Linked DNA regions of Callithrix jacchus: region 2 is linked to region 1. A link is a contact called in public Hi-C data. All regions are on one chromosome and are shown on one strand. The core of a region is the stretch at or near the end of the contact, and the rest is flanking DNA. Distances in the headings are between cores, read along the strand shown. Region 1 has its middle 21 kb from the start of LSM3. Region 2 overlaps SLC6A6 (solute carrier family 6 member 6).

Evidence for each region. Hi-C and Micro-C count contacts between places; a contact is called where the count stands out from the background.
Region 2: a contact with region 1 is called in a Hi-C map of skeletal muscle, with 3 times the contacts expected there. The contact joins two enhancer-like sites. A contact is called at or near these places in 2 of 3 Hi-C or Micro-C datasets (both in skeletal muscle).

The regions. Positions count from the first base shown.
Region 1 is chr15:71,176,002-71,183,006 of calJac240_pri, reverse strand. No RefSeq gene overlaps it. Among named protein-coding and RNA genes, the nearest start is that of LSM3, 21 kb to the right of the region's middle. Within about 2 kb of position 4,831, at least 6 of the 16 cell types and tissues checked have an H3K27ac peak or open chromatin away from gene starts, as enhancers often do. A contact at or near this core is called in skeletal muscle, where this site is marked.
Region 2 is chr15:71,417,329-71,423,927 of calJac240_pri, reverse strand. SLC6A6 (solute carrier family 6 member 6) reads right to left here. Exons shown (of 16, transcript XM_078351719.1): 7 at 449-581. Among named protein-coding and RNA genes, the nearest start is that of SLC6A6, 56 kb to the right of the region's middle. Within about 2 kb of position 3,402, at least 5 of the 16 cell types and tissues checked have an H3K27ac peak or open chromatin away from gene starts, as enhancers often do. A contact at or near this core is called in skeletal muscle, where this site is marked.

The sequences.
Region 1 (7,005 bases), core at 3,582-6,081:
ACGGAATAACGGAATAAGGACACTCTTACCACTGTTGCTGGATTGTGGTGAGGATTAAATAAGAAATGGTAAATAAAAGCCTAGACTGCTTTAGATGTGCATGACACAGTAGCTCGCTCTTCCATTTTCAGATGCTTCCTTCAGTGTCAGCGCGGGAAAGGAATCTGGATGTTGCAATGCAGAGCCCCTTGCCCTGCAGATGAGCAAACAGAGCCTCGGATCTGTAGATCTGCTCATTTGTGCATTCGTTCATTTCACATAGAGGGGACTATCAAGACAGAAAGAGTCTCCATGCTTCTGAAGCTTACAATCTAGTGGGAGGAGACACAAAACGAGTAGACAAATATGTAAACAAGAATAGTGTCCCATACTAACAAAGGGCTATGGAGAGCAAGGACATAGGGAGTGTAATGGAGGGGGCTGGGAATTGGGGGTAGACTGGATGGGGGGACTAGGTGTGGTCACCCTGTGGAGGAGGCATAGGATGTAAAAGTGGACCTGAATGACCAGAGGGAGAGAGCCATACCAAACTCGGGGGCAAGAGTGTTCTAGAAAGCTGCCTTTCATTGTTTGCTATCATTGGTCTTTTTTGCAGGAAGGGGGTACATGACTTTTATTTTGACATAATTTCAGACTTACAGAAAAATTCCAAGCATAGTACAAGGAACTCTTAACTTCTCAATTCACTAATTGTTTACATTTTGCCTCATTCTCTGTCCTCTCTCTAAATATACACGCACACATACAAACACACACACACTTTTTGCAGAACTATCTGAGAATGCACAATTAGAACATACTGCCCTTTCACCCTACACTTCAGTGTGTACTTCCTAAGAATAAGAACATTCTCTCACTATCTTACTGTTGAGGGAGAAAAAAAAAGGAAAGAACATTCTCTTACATAACCACAGTCCATATCTAATCTACAGTGCATGGTTAAATGGTGTCAATTGCTCCAACAATAACCTTTTAAAATTACACATATTTTTCCAGGCCGAGGGTCACATATTCTGCTGAGCCTCATGCTTCTTTAGTTTTCTTTAGTCTGGAACAGTTCCTTAGCCATTCTTTGTCTTTCTTGACCCTGACATTCTTTAAAGAGTGCAGGCCAGTTATTCTGTGGGATGTCCCTTCACTTGGGTTTGCTGATATTTCCTGAGGATTAGGCTCAGGTGACACCTTTTAGGCAGGGACACCACAAAGGTTGTCCCCTCAGTACATCACAGCGGGAGGCACGTGATGCTGTTTCTCCTGCCTCAGCCTCCAGAGTAGCTAGGACCACAGGCGCCTGTCACCACACCTGGCTAATTTTTAGTAGAGATAGGGTTTCACTGTGTTAGCCAGGATGGTCTTGATCTCCAGACCTCATGATCCACCCACCTTGCAAAGTGCTGGGATTACAGGTGTGAGCTACCATGCCCGGCCCCGTTTTTGTTTTAAAATCGGATCTTTAAGGCCCCAGAAATAATTTAACTGGTGTAAGATGTGGCCTGGGCATTGAGAGTTGTTTTTTTTTTTTTTTTTGAGACAGAGTTTTGCTCTTGTTACCCAGGCTGGAGTTCAATGGCACTATCTCGGCCCACTACAACCTCCACCTCCCAGGTTCAAGTGATTCTCCTGCCTCAGCCTCTTGCGTAGCTGGGATTACTGGCATGCACCACCATGCCCGGCTAACTTTGTATTTTTAGTAGAGATGGGGTTTCTCCATGTTGGTCAGGCTGGTCTCCAACTGCTGACCTCGTGATCTGCTCGCCTCAGCCTCCCAAAGTGCTGGGATTACAGGTGTGAGCCACCTGTAATCGGCATTGAGAGTTTTATGACTACCATAAGTGGTTCTGTTGCTCAACCACTGCTCATGCTCAACATGATTTGAAAAGATTGTTCCAGGAAGAGGTAGGAGCAAGTGCGAAGGTCTTTAAAAAAGAAAGGAACTTGATATTTTCAAGGAATTGCAAGGACACCAGTGCGGCTGGGCAGAAGGAGATGAGGCCAGAGAGGTCAGGGCAGATTGGATCAGGAGGCGGTGAGATGGGTCAGGATTGTGGGTGTTACTCTGGTGAGACAGGCAGCCACCAGAGGGCTTTACACAGAGTGATGCTATCTGAAGGCGTTCATCCAGCAGTTTCAAGGCCAGCTCTTCTCCTGCCAGTCAAGCGCTTTCTACCCAAAGCAGTTTGGCTTGTGATGAGTAAAGAATGAATTAGCTTCCCAGCCTTCTCTAAGTGCTCCCCATACTTTAAATCTTGCCCATGGATTTTGTTCAGAGTTACAGTCCAAGGCTTTGAAACCCTTGAAGAGTAAGTTTAGGCACAGGAATAAAGCATTATATCATGGGAGAAGGACCTGTGGATGAGGAACATTGAGGAACGCTTTGCTTTAAGAAAACATAGCGTATATTGCACAACAATGTGAATGTACTTAACAGTACTGAACTGCACACTTATAAAATGGTTCAGATGGTATATTTTATGTGATGCATTTTTACTATAATCAAAAATAAAAATTAGGCTGGGCACAGTGGCTAACGCCTGTAATCTCAGCACTTTGGGAGGCAGAGGTGGGTGGATCAGGAGGTCAGGAGTTTGAGACCAGCCTGACCAACATGGTGAAACCCCATCTCTAATGAAAACACGAAAATGAACAAATTGGAGAATTCAGTACTTGGCAGGCTTGTCTTCATATGTATGATGAATATCAGCCTTCCCTGAAGCTTTAAAATTCTCTTGGTCTAAGTTACTTATCCTTGAAGGATCATTCCTGATTCTTGACATCTTTGAGAATTGTTCGACATATAAATGATGTGCATCATTTGATCTCTACTGAAAATACAAAAATTAGCTGGGCATGGTGGTGGGCACCTGTAATCCCAGCTACTTGGGAGGCTGGGATTAGCAGGAGAATTGCTTGAACCCAGAAGGTGGAGGTTGCAGTGAGCTAAGATTGTGCCATTGCACTCCTGCCTGGGCAATAAGAGTGAAACTCCATCTCAAAAAAAAATTAAAATTATAAAGATGGAATTAGACATCTGAGGCTTAAGAAAAAAATATTAAAATTAAAAATTAAAAAATATATAGTCACAAATACTTTTACAAATACCTACTGTACTTTACTAAAGCAAAAGTGACAGAAAAAAATATGCTGATGGTATAGAGAAGCTAACATGTAAGTTGATCAAATGATGCACACCATTTATATGTTGAACAATTCTTAAAGATGTCAAGAATCAGGAATGATCCTTCAAGGATAAGTAACTTAGACCAAGAGAATTTTAAAGCTTCAGGGAAGGCTGATATTCATCATATATATGAAGACAAGCCCGCCAAGTACTGAATTCTCCAATTTGTCAATTTTTCCTTGTTCTTCAGGAAAGTCAGCATGAGTATTTCATTACCATATGGAAAACTATGTTGTGCCATTAAGAATAATAAATAATTTAAGCCAAGCCTTAAAAAAAGAAACAATGTATAAAATTATGAGCTTGGGAAATGGAAAAAGTTGGGGACAACCATTCCCTTTAACAAAATAATTCTTTCTGTAAGGCCCTGCATCTGGGCCACCTATGAAATAATGTCGTTCTTGAACACAAAAAGCACTCGACACGCAGTGCTGCAGAAACATGACAAGCCTAGAGAGAGGTCGGCTAGAGGCCTTCTGCAATGTCAGGTCCAATAGTGTGATAATAGCTTGGAGATTTTGCTTATCTGCTCTATCTCCCAAAGGGCATTGCACAATATCAGTGTGCTTGGATTGGACAGGATTCCAGCGACATGGTTCATGTTCTATTTTGATTCTGGCAGTTGGTAACCTTTCTTCTAGGAAAGGGGAAATAAAACCCCCCATTGGTGATATTCTGTTGTTCTGAGCACATGAGGGTGGTGAGGCTGCCAGGGGCTGACTAACCAGTGGAAGGTGTGGTCCCTGGGTCATTTTTAGCCACACTCCCAGGCCCTGATATCTGGCAGGGGGTCTGCAACCAGCTCTGTCAACCTGCCATGAGGATGACCTGCCCTTTTCCTTGGTAATTCAAGCCCTAGGTTTTTCCTGGGCAGAAACTGACAGTGATGTCATTATCTCGTGATGTTGTCGGGGTGACCTTGTTCATGGAGCTGGTTTCATCTATTTCTCTTCTACCTTGAAGTTGAACTGAGAAAAATATTACTGAGAACCACAGAGGGGGAGGGCAGAGGACTCTACAAAGGGGAAGCTCCCCTGTTCCCTCATCTGATTCCCAAACCCTTATCGTGACCAGCTGTTAGCCAACCCAATTTCTAGCAGAACTCAGCCTGGAAAAGTCATACAGGAAAAACAATGCAAGGAGAGATCGATGAGAATTAAAAAAATATATATTGTAGTAGACTCAGCAAGGCAGAAACTATGAATTCATGAAGAACAGCTTGGATCCTTGTTCTAAAGACAATTAAATATTTACGGGTGGTCTTTTCAGAAAGGCATTCGGGAGGAGACAAGAAGCATCTTATTTAGAGCTGCTGGCAAAATTAAGGGAATTAAAGATGTCCTGAGCTCCGACTCCATGGCAGGATCTGAGCTCCATCCCTGATGGACATCTTTTCATCCTCAGCCCTTCTTCCTGAGGTGGGCACTGTCACTATCCCTATTTACAGAGGAGGAAACTAAGGGTCAGAGAGGCGGAGTCTGTTATTCAGCTGGGAAGCAGCAGTGCTGGGGTTCACATACAAGGCTTTTATACTCCAAATCTGTACCCTTTTCCTAGCACACGTCAATGTTGGCTTTCAGACACTGCTACCAAGAGTTTTTCAACTCTAAACCTAAGCTCTTTTAATCAACAGCAGAGTGATCTAGCCCTTTTCCTGAAACACACATTGTTCATACTCAAAGGACGCTGTATAGATGCGGATGCCAAGGCTATGAGCAGGAAAAGGGATCTGCTCGACAGGATGGCAGAATCTGGCCTCGGACCCCAAAGAAAGCTCTGCCCACGCATCATTCAGCCACGTGCACAGAGCCAGAGCAGCAAAACCCACCTCTCCTGGAGTGCAGCTTTATTGGTGATCTCAGTTCAGCAGGATGTGGGCACCATGAGAAGAGTATTTTCCCTTACAACTTTCTCCCTGGGGGCTATACATGGCTATTGTAGGGTTGGAGTTCCACAGATCGTAGATTTAGAGCTTGTGGGCCAGTATTAGCTCGTTTTGATCGTAAAGCAAAGACTGACGTGGAAAAGCAAAAGAGTACAGCACCACCTGGTGCTGACAAGTAAGACATGCAGATTTAGGAGGAAAAACCACTCCCTGCGTTTCCCCTTCGTGTGAGGAATGGAAGCCCAGGAAGGGCGAGGAGCTTCCCCAAAGTCACAGAGCACATGGTGATCGAGCTGAGTCTGGTGGATGTGATTTCCAACTCTATGCTCCTCCCACGAGGCCTGGCCAAGGGGAGGAAAGCACAGCCTTCCCCCTTCTGAATACCAGCTTGCGCAGGGTCCTCACAGCAGTTGAGAACTCAGAAGGAAGGCCCTTTCCTCCGAAAAGGGAAAGGATGGTAAAATGCTGGCCTGTGATGGGAAGAAAGGGATCGTGTAGCTGCAGGAGCAGCACACTGCACTGCTCCAGAGGCTATAGTGTGAGCGGCACCGTTGGAGCTGGGGCACACAGTGGCCCTTCTTTAGGCTTCAGAACTAGAAAGCCTGGACTGACGGTGGCTCAGGCAAGTCTATTTCACTGTGTTGGGCTCTTCAACCCCTTCTGTAAAACGAAGGTGCTGAATGACCCCTGGACCTCCAACGTCTCAAATTTCCATGCCAACTGGCTTCCTTGCTGACCCTCCACCAGGAAAAATGTCATCTCAGAGCCTCTGCATCGCTTCCAGTTCCTGGATGAATGCTCTTTTGCCAAATCCCCTCCCGGCCTATTCCTGACTGCTGTTCAGATGTCAGCTCAAATGTTCCCTGCTGAGATAGACCTAGTCTGAGCCCCATCCCCCTTCACCTTTTACACCATGTCACTTCCCATTTCCTCACCCCCTTCAGGTCCTTCCCAGCTCTTAGCATTGTGCATGTAGTTGGTCTTGCTCAGGCCTCTGTGGACAGATCCTGGCACATAACAGACATCTGAAAATAACTTTCAATTGAATGAATCAAATTATTTCCAATTCATGATTCTGGAAATTATCTGGGGAGGAAAAGAGCAGGGACAGTTGGAATAAGCTGAAGGAGGGGCCTCCCAGTGCCCCTTTCACCTCTGTGCCTCTGACCCTGGTGTCCATGATGTGGCAGTAACATCCCAGCACCACCCTAGTCTGTTCCCGGGGCTATTTTCCAGTCCTTACAGCTGAACTTAGGACATAAGCTATTTGCCTAGCTGGTATGTGGCACAGCAGGGAGGTGCAGCCAGGTTTCTCTGACCCCGCTGCACTGCTAGACCCTGCATGGTCAGTTTTCCACCTCACTAAGGGCCACTCCGGGGCTCCTGTCAATGTTCAGAGCCTAGATCCCCACAGTACTGCAGGTGGGTGGGGTGAGCACCAAGAAAACATTCCTCTGGAGTAATCAATATCAGAAACGGCAATGGGGCATGCTGCCTCCACACCCAGGACATTTCTAGAAGCAGCCAAGAAAATAAGAATCTACATGCTCTGGTTTATTAAAATTGGGCAATGAATCTAGAAGGAATTTAAAGCATTTGGCCTTATCTTCCTCATTTCTTGGTATTAGTTTTCCATGTAAATTAATAACTAGTTAGGTATCTAGAGTTGGCAAATACTGACATTTTCAGGTAAATGGTAATGGGGAGGATGGCTAGAAGGGTAAATAAGTGGGGAGCATTGTCCAATTGTGGAAGGAAACCACAAGTGTCTGGAAAACAATGTGCAAGGTTCACCTTCTTTCAAACTCCCGTTTGAACCTTCCATCCACAGTGCTGATCATAAAGTCCTGTTGCACTAGGCTTCTTATCATTTAAATATTCATTCATTCAACATTTATTGAGGACAAATTCTTGGCCAGGCCCTGTGTCAGGGGTTGTGAGT
Region 2 (6,599 bases), core at 2,153-4,652, 240 kb before region 1:
CCCTCTGCAAAGGGAGGATAAGAGCTAACGACTCTTACCACAGTTGCTGGCTAACCTCCTGTTACCAGCTAACCTATTTATTAGAAGGCCAACGTTAGTTATCTGCTACCATCTGCATTGACTTCCAATAGCTTGAGATGAGAAAGCTGGTGGGTGGGACTAGCTCACGCAGGCTCCGGAGAGCCTGATCCTTTAGTGTTCAGGAATTCTGCGAGCTGGTCATTAAACCATCAACAGCGTGAAAGCAGACACGGTGGGAGCATTGACACCCAGCCATACCAACGCTACAAACCTGGCATTTACTTTTTCCCAGAGGGCGGGCTTACTAGCACACCACCACTGGCCACCTCCCTCCTGGGGCATGGCTTATTCTGGGCTGGAAGAAGGGGAGAGGGCCAGCGTGAAGCAGCTCTCCAGGAGGTAGGGGAGGGACAGAAGTCCAACTTACCTTCCCAGTGGATCTGACGCCCTTCCAGATGCAGAAGAAACAGACTAGCCAGACGAGAAGAAGGCAGAGCGCGAGGTCCCATTTCAGAGAGCCTGGGTGGTCGATTCCAGGGGACAAGCTCAGCACGTTACGCCTTGAAGCAAACACAGAGCCAGGAGTCAGCGAGGGGCCTGGCCCTGGGCAGGGAGAGCCAAGGCTAGGACCTTAACAGGCTGGGGGTCAAATCCCACCAGAGGTGCTGCATTTACACAAGTCACCTCACCTTTCCAAACCCAGGAATCCCCTTTGTCTTGAGAGAGTTGTTGGAAAGGCAAGAAAAGGATGGTCTCAGACTCTGGACTCAGGCAAATCCAGGTTTAAGTTAAGGAACCCCTGAGCCTGAGTCTCCTCATCTGTGAAATGGGCACTGATTTTCCACTGGGACTTCAGCAGAACCTTCTTCAGTGCCAACCGTGGGCCAAACACTAGATTCAATTCTCAGCTCTACTGTTTGTTTAGCCAATGACTGTGGGGCAAGTTAGCCAACTTTCCCAGACCTGCTCCTCATCTGCAAAATAGGGGTAACTGCCTTCTCCCAACATTGTCCCTTTTATTTTATTCATCCCTGTGTGACCTGGATCTCTCACTAAAATGTAAGCCACACAAGGTCCTAACTTCAGAGTCTGGGATGCAGCTAGCACTTGATGACTTATGTAGATGTGACTGTGGTATTCAGATGCCCAGGGAAGCTTCAGGCACACAGCTGGCACCTGACCAGTGCTGGTTTCCTCCCCTGCCCTGCCAGGGTATTGAGGGTCTGAGAATGAAGCAGGTAAACAGTTTTAAAAATAATTGGCATGGGACAGCCACCAACCTTGCCCAGGATGACACAGCAGAGCATGGGTCCTCGGAGTCCAGACCTAAGCTTCCCACTGACCTGTGCTGATTCCTGCTGTCTGCTAAACAGGCACACAAGCACCTACTCACAGACATTCTTTTTTTTTTTTTTGAGACGGAGTTTCGCTCTTGTTACCCAGGCTGGAGTGCAATGGCACGATCTCGGCTCACCGCAACCTCCACCTCCTGGGTTCAGGCAATTCTCCTGCCTCAGCCTCCCGAGTAGCTGGGATTACAGGCATGTGCCACCATGCCCAGCTAATTTTTTGTATTTTTAGTAGAGACGGGGTTTCACCATGTTGACCAGGATGGTCTCGATCTCTTGACCTTGTGATCCACCCGCCTCGGCCTCCCAAAGTGCTGGGATTACAGGCTTTAGCCACCGCACCCGGCCCCGACATTCTTGCAGATGATAGCAACTGAAAGCAGGCCAGGGCAGTGCAGGGTACTGACAGCCCAGGCCATGAAACTTGATGCCCAGAAGTGGCACCCATGGTCCCAGAGCTCTGACTGCTGCAACAGTGATCAAGGACAGCTATGCTGAGCACAGGGACAGCAGCCCTGCCCACGGGGCCTCCCAGGTTACCTGTCCACCACAGACTGCTGCACAAGAGACAAGGTCCCTATGCTCCAGGGTGTTCACGAACCCCTGGAGAAAGCTAAGTTTCCTTCTAATGGGAGTCAGCTCCCTGCCTGAAGGTCACACTCCCATGCAGGAAAGGCAGGGAGTGAAGTATGGCTCTGTGCCTCAGTTTCCCCTTTGTAAAATGGGAGTAACAGCTCCTGACCAGGATGCTGTTGGGAAAGCATTCCAGAACATCCCAAGCTCTCAGCCAATCTGTGGGATCACTCCCACAGTCAGGGCTCTGGTTCTTGGAACACACACTGGACTAGACCCTTTATCATGTTTTTTTTTCCCTAAAGAAGCTTCAACATAAGCACTTTGAATAAATCCAAGATTTCCTTCTCAACTGGCATTCAAGCAAGGCCTTTCTTTAGTTTACTGCTGTGTTCCCAGCGCCTAGAACAGCATCTGGCCCATTGGAGGGGCTCAATAAAGACCTGTTGAGTGAATAAGTGAATGAAAGGACTCAACGGGGAGGATGGCAAGTTCACGTGTCACTGTACACCAATCTGCAAAATACTCCCACCTACAGCCATAAGACGGGGCAGCTTTTCTTTGCCCCTTTCTTGCTGGTCACAGTGACATCCATGGGCTCCCCCTGGTACCAGTGATGACATCATGATAATGCTGACGAGCAGATAAAAGCCACCAGCAACTGTCTGCTTTCCAAGACCTTTTCAGTTTATCTCATCTGATCCAAGGAGTAGAGGCCATTCACCTACTTCACAGACGGGGAAAACTGAGGCTTGGAGGGTCCACTTGCCCATGGTCACAGCGCCAGCAGGTGACACAGAGCTGCCACCCCAAGCCCATGCCTGTCTGACTCCATTACACTGTTGGTCTGATTTTAAAAGAAAACAGAGCTTAAATTTTAAAAAGAATCTCAGTCCTCCACTACATGCTGGGATCACCTGGCACCTTGGGGCCGGGGGCATCTCTACAGGGCAGGCTGGCAGCCAACTGCATCCCAGCTGGGGCCCTGCCAAGCATGTGGATCTGGCGGCTGCCACGGCTTTAAAACAAAAAGCCTTTCCTCATTCAGCCTGCAGGGCTCAGCACCTTCAATGAAAGCCACGGCAGGCTGGGCAGTGGCCCAAGACTTCCTTGTGAATCGGCAGCACCAGGAGAGGAGGCAGAGCACCTTTCCACTCTCTCCCAGGCCCAGCAGATGCCTATCTTCACTGTAGAGCCTGTCTGTCTTCCACTGTCCTGTCCCAAGCTGGGGAAATGTCTGTCTTGCCCACCAGACCCTGAACATGGCAAGGACAAGGGGTTTATATGCAGATGAGACGCCCAGTCACAAGACAGCCTTTCCTTTGATTCTTCAGGGCAAGCTGGCTGAGCAGCTTAATGCCCAGAGCCCTGATCTGACCATACCTAGCCGGTAGCCAGCTCATCCGACAGTATCTGCTCTTCTCCCACCCATGCGGGGCAAACAAGTGGTGCCCAGTACTGATGGGAGGCTGCCACCCTGGCTTGCTTGGGGCAGCTGGCCAGCTATGGAGTCCACAACAAAGAAAATGAGTCCTCTGCTTGCTTCTCCATTGCTGGTGGTAATCTCCTGGTGCCATCCAGGGACGTTGGCTTTGACCAGGCAATTCCATTCCTAAGATGATCTCCTATAATTACACCTGTGTGGGTGGCCAGAGACATAGTGTCTACCCCAAGCAGTGCTGTCTGTAGAGTGAAAGATTGGAAACCACTCAAATGTCCATCAAGAGGGGCAGGCACACGCTGGAATACAATGCAGCTTGTGAAACAATGGGAAAGTTCTCAGTGTCCTACTAAGGAGCTATGTCCTGGAGTAAATGCAGGAAGAAAAGCAAGGTGAAGAACCGTGCATGTGACATGCTCCCTACTGTGTAAAGAGGGAGGGAGACAGAGTCGCATTTGTGCTTGAATACGCACACACTATTTTTGGCAGGACACACAAAAAGCTGGTGGCAGTGCTGCCTGTGCGGGAAAGGGAGATGCATGTTGCAATGTATTTTTTTCACTATTTCGATGTTTTTAATGTGCACATATCACCTTTACAAAAGTTATTTTAAATTCCTGAAAAGCTTTACAATGGGCCATGTGAATGTACGAGGACTGAAACTAATGTATCTCATCAATCAGGCTTTGTCACAACACAGCCTGACACAGGCTCAGGGCCAGAGCAACCAACATTCTTTCCAAAGACATCTCAGGCAGCCGTGAAGGCTGAATCTCAGGCAGGGCCCTCCACAGTCCCTTCTGTGTCTGACTTCTAGGGTCTTCCCAGCCACAAAGCAGCCAATCAGGACCCCAGCCAATCCCTACCCAGAGGTGAGGGCATGCTCAGTAAACTGTAGAGTGCCTTGCTGAGGGAACGCCATGGTGCACTGCCACTCACCTGTGCCTCCTAAGCACCCCAAGAGGAGGCTGCGCAGGCTCCCCATAGTGTTCACACAGCTCTCCCAGCACACTGTCTCCGCCCCTGTCCAGGCCCGATGCCCCCAGGATGATTTCCAGCAGCCTCCTCATTGGTCCTCCTCCCTCCACTCCTGCCACCCTCCCACCCACCGCCTCCACTCCCTGAAGAGTCAGAGGGAATCTGTCGATACCTAAGTCAGGCCGCCTCCCTCCTCTGCTCCACATCCTCCCCAGGCTCCCACTCCCTGGCCAACAAGGCCCTCCTGACCTTGCCATTCAGACTCAGACACTTTTAAGAGTGAGTGGGTGCCAATTAGTAATCACGCAGGTCAGCGGGTGTAAAGGGGAAGTGTCCTGGGCAGGCTGGGGGTGTGGGCACCCAAGCCCCACCCTCATCCCCCAGACTGCAGAGTCACTTCCTCCTCCTTCAGCCACCCTAGCTGGTCAGCTACCCCGAGCAAGCCAACTATAAAAGGGCCCATCTGCCCAGAGCATGGGGCCGTGCAGTCTTTCTCCACCGCCTCCTCCTTCCGACATTCCCTGAACAGGTCGAATGTGGTCCCGCCTCGAGGACTTGGACCTAGCTGCTTCCCCCGGCCACTTGTTCCAAAGATGCCTTGCCCCTTTCCTTCAGGTCTCTGTTCAAAGGCCACTTCCCCAGGGCAGCGATTCCTGGCCACCCTCTGTCAAAAGTATCCCTGGTTACTCTCCTTCCCCTGCCCTGGCCCTATTTCTCATCACTTACTGCTTTTATATACAATTTCATATGTGCTATCTATTCAATGTCTGTCTGTCCTACTAGAATGTCAGTCCCAAGATGGCAGGGTCTATGTCTGTCTTATCACTGAACAGTGCTTGGCATGCAATAGGGGCTCAGTTGACCTTAGTTGAGTAAATTAATTATAACCATTTGGTTGATGGGGAAACTGAGGCTCAGATGGGTTCAGGAGTTCACCCGAAATCACTCAGATAGAAATCAACCCTGGACCTGGTTCCTTTTTTCTGATGCCACCCTGGTGACCAGCCACCTCATGTGCTGGGGCTGGGCTGACCTTGGCAAGGGCCCCAGCATCCCCAGCTTCCCCGTCTCTCTCACACAAAGGGAGGAGACTTCGAGGTAAGCTGCATTCTTATCCAAGAATAGTAATGATTCACTCCAGGGTGGGATCCAAAAAAGAATTGCCTGGACGTCTGTTTTGAGTTGGCCGCCCTGCTGCCGTCCAGCCGGCACTCAGAGATGTAAATACGTCCTCCTAGCAGGCCAAATCGTTTCCTTTTGACGGCAGGCCAGCTATTTATTGGCCACAGCTCTCCCCTGGAGACTGGCGGAGGCAACAATTATAAAAGGGCCCGTCCGCCCAGAGCACGGGGCCATGCAGCCTTTCTCCACCGCCTCCTCCTTCCGACAGCTGCAGGGGAAGATTGGCTGAGCAGGCCTTGTTTGCAAATATGACTCATTTCTTTTATTATAATAAAGTCTAATGATACGTGCGGAGCTCCCAGGGGGCTCTGGAGGAGCCCAGGAGGAAGATTCGGCTCCAGGCTGATGGAGGGCATCTGGCCAGGTCTGGCCCCATCTGTCCTCCAGGGTGACCTTGGGACAGAGGTGACCCCAGACAGCAAGAACCAGCAGGGGACAAAAACTCTTGCTTCCCCATCCCAGAGCAACTCGGCCGTCTCTGGGGCCCAGTGGCTTCTCATCAGGATCTGGGAAAGGGTAGCTCACCAGCTCCTGCTGTGAATGGTGGCTTGGCATTGCAAACGGGGTGGGCATAGGGGTCCAAGCTGAGAGAAGACCCCATGAGTAACCTGGGAATAGGGAGACACACACGTGGCACAATGTGACCTGAGACCATGGACATGGACTCCCAGGCCTGGCCTGGACTCTTAGCTGGTGGCTAGTGGGGACACAGACAGAAAGTTAGCTGAAGGCAGGATACAGTGCTGAATGCCGGGGCTGGGAGCTTTGCTCCTTCTAGCTGCGTGTGTGACCTCGGGCAGGGCACCGCACATCTTATATCCTCAGTGTCCCCTGGCCCCCTGCAAAGTACATCCCTGATCTTAGTTCTATAACATTCAAGCCAGGCTCTGAGTTGTTGGGGCCATGCTACTTCCGTTTACAGAGGAGAGAAGCGGGTGTGGAGAGGTGAGGGCACTGTCTCAAGGTCGTGCAGCTGGGATGCGTGGGAGCCAGAGTTGGGCTGTGTCTCCCGCAAAAAGGAAAGGGAAATGTCACCCATTGCTGCTCTGCTGCCT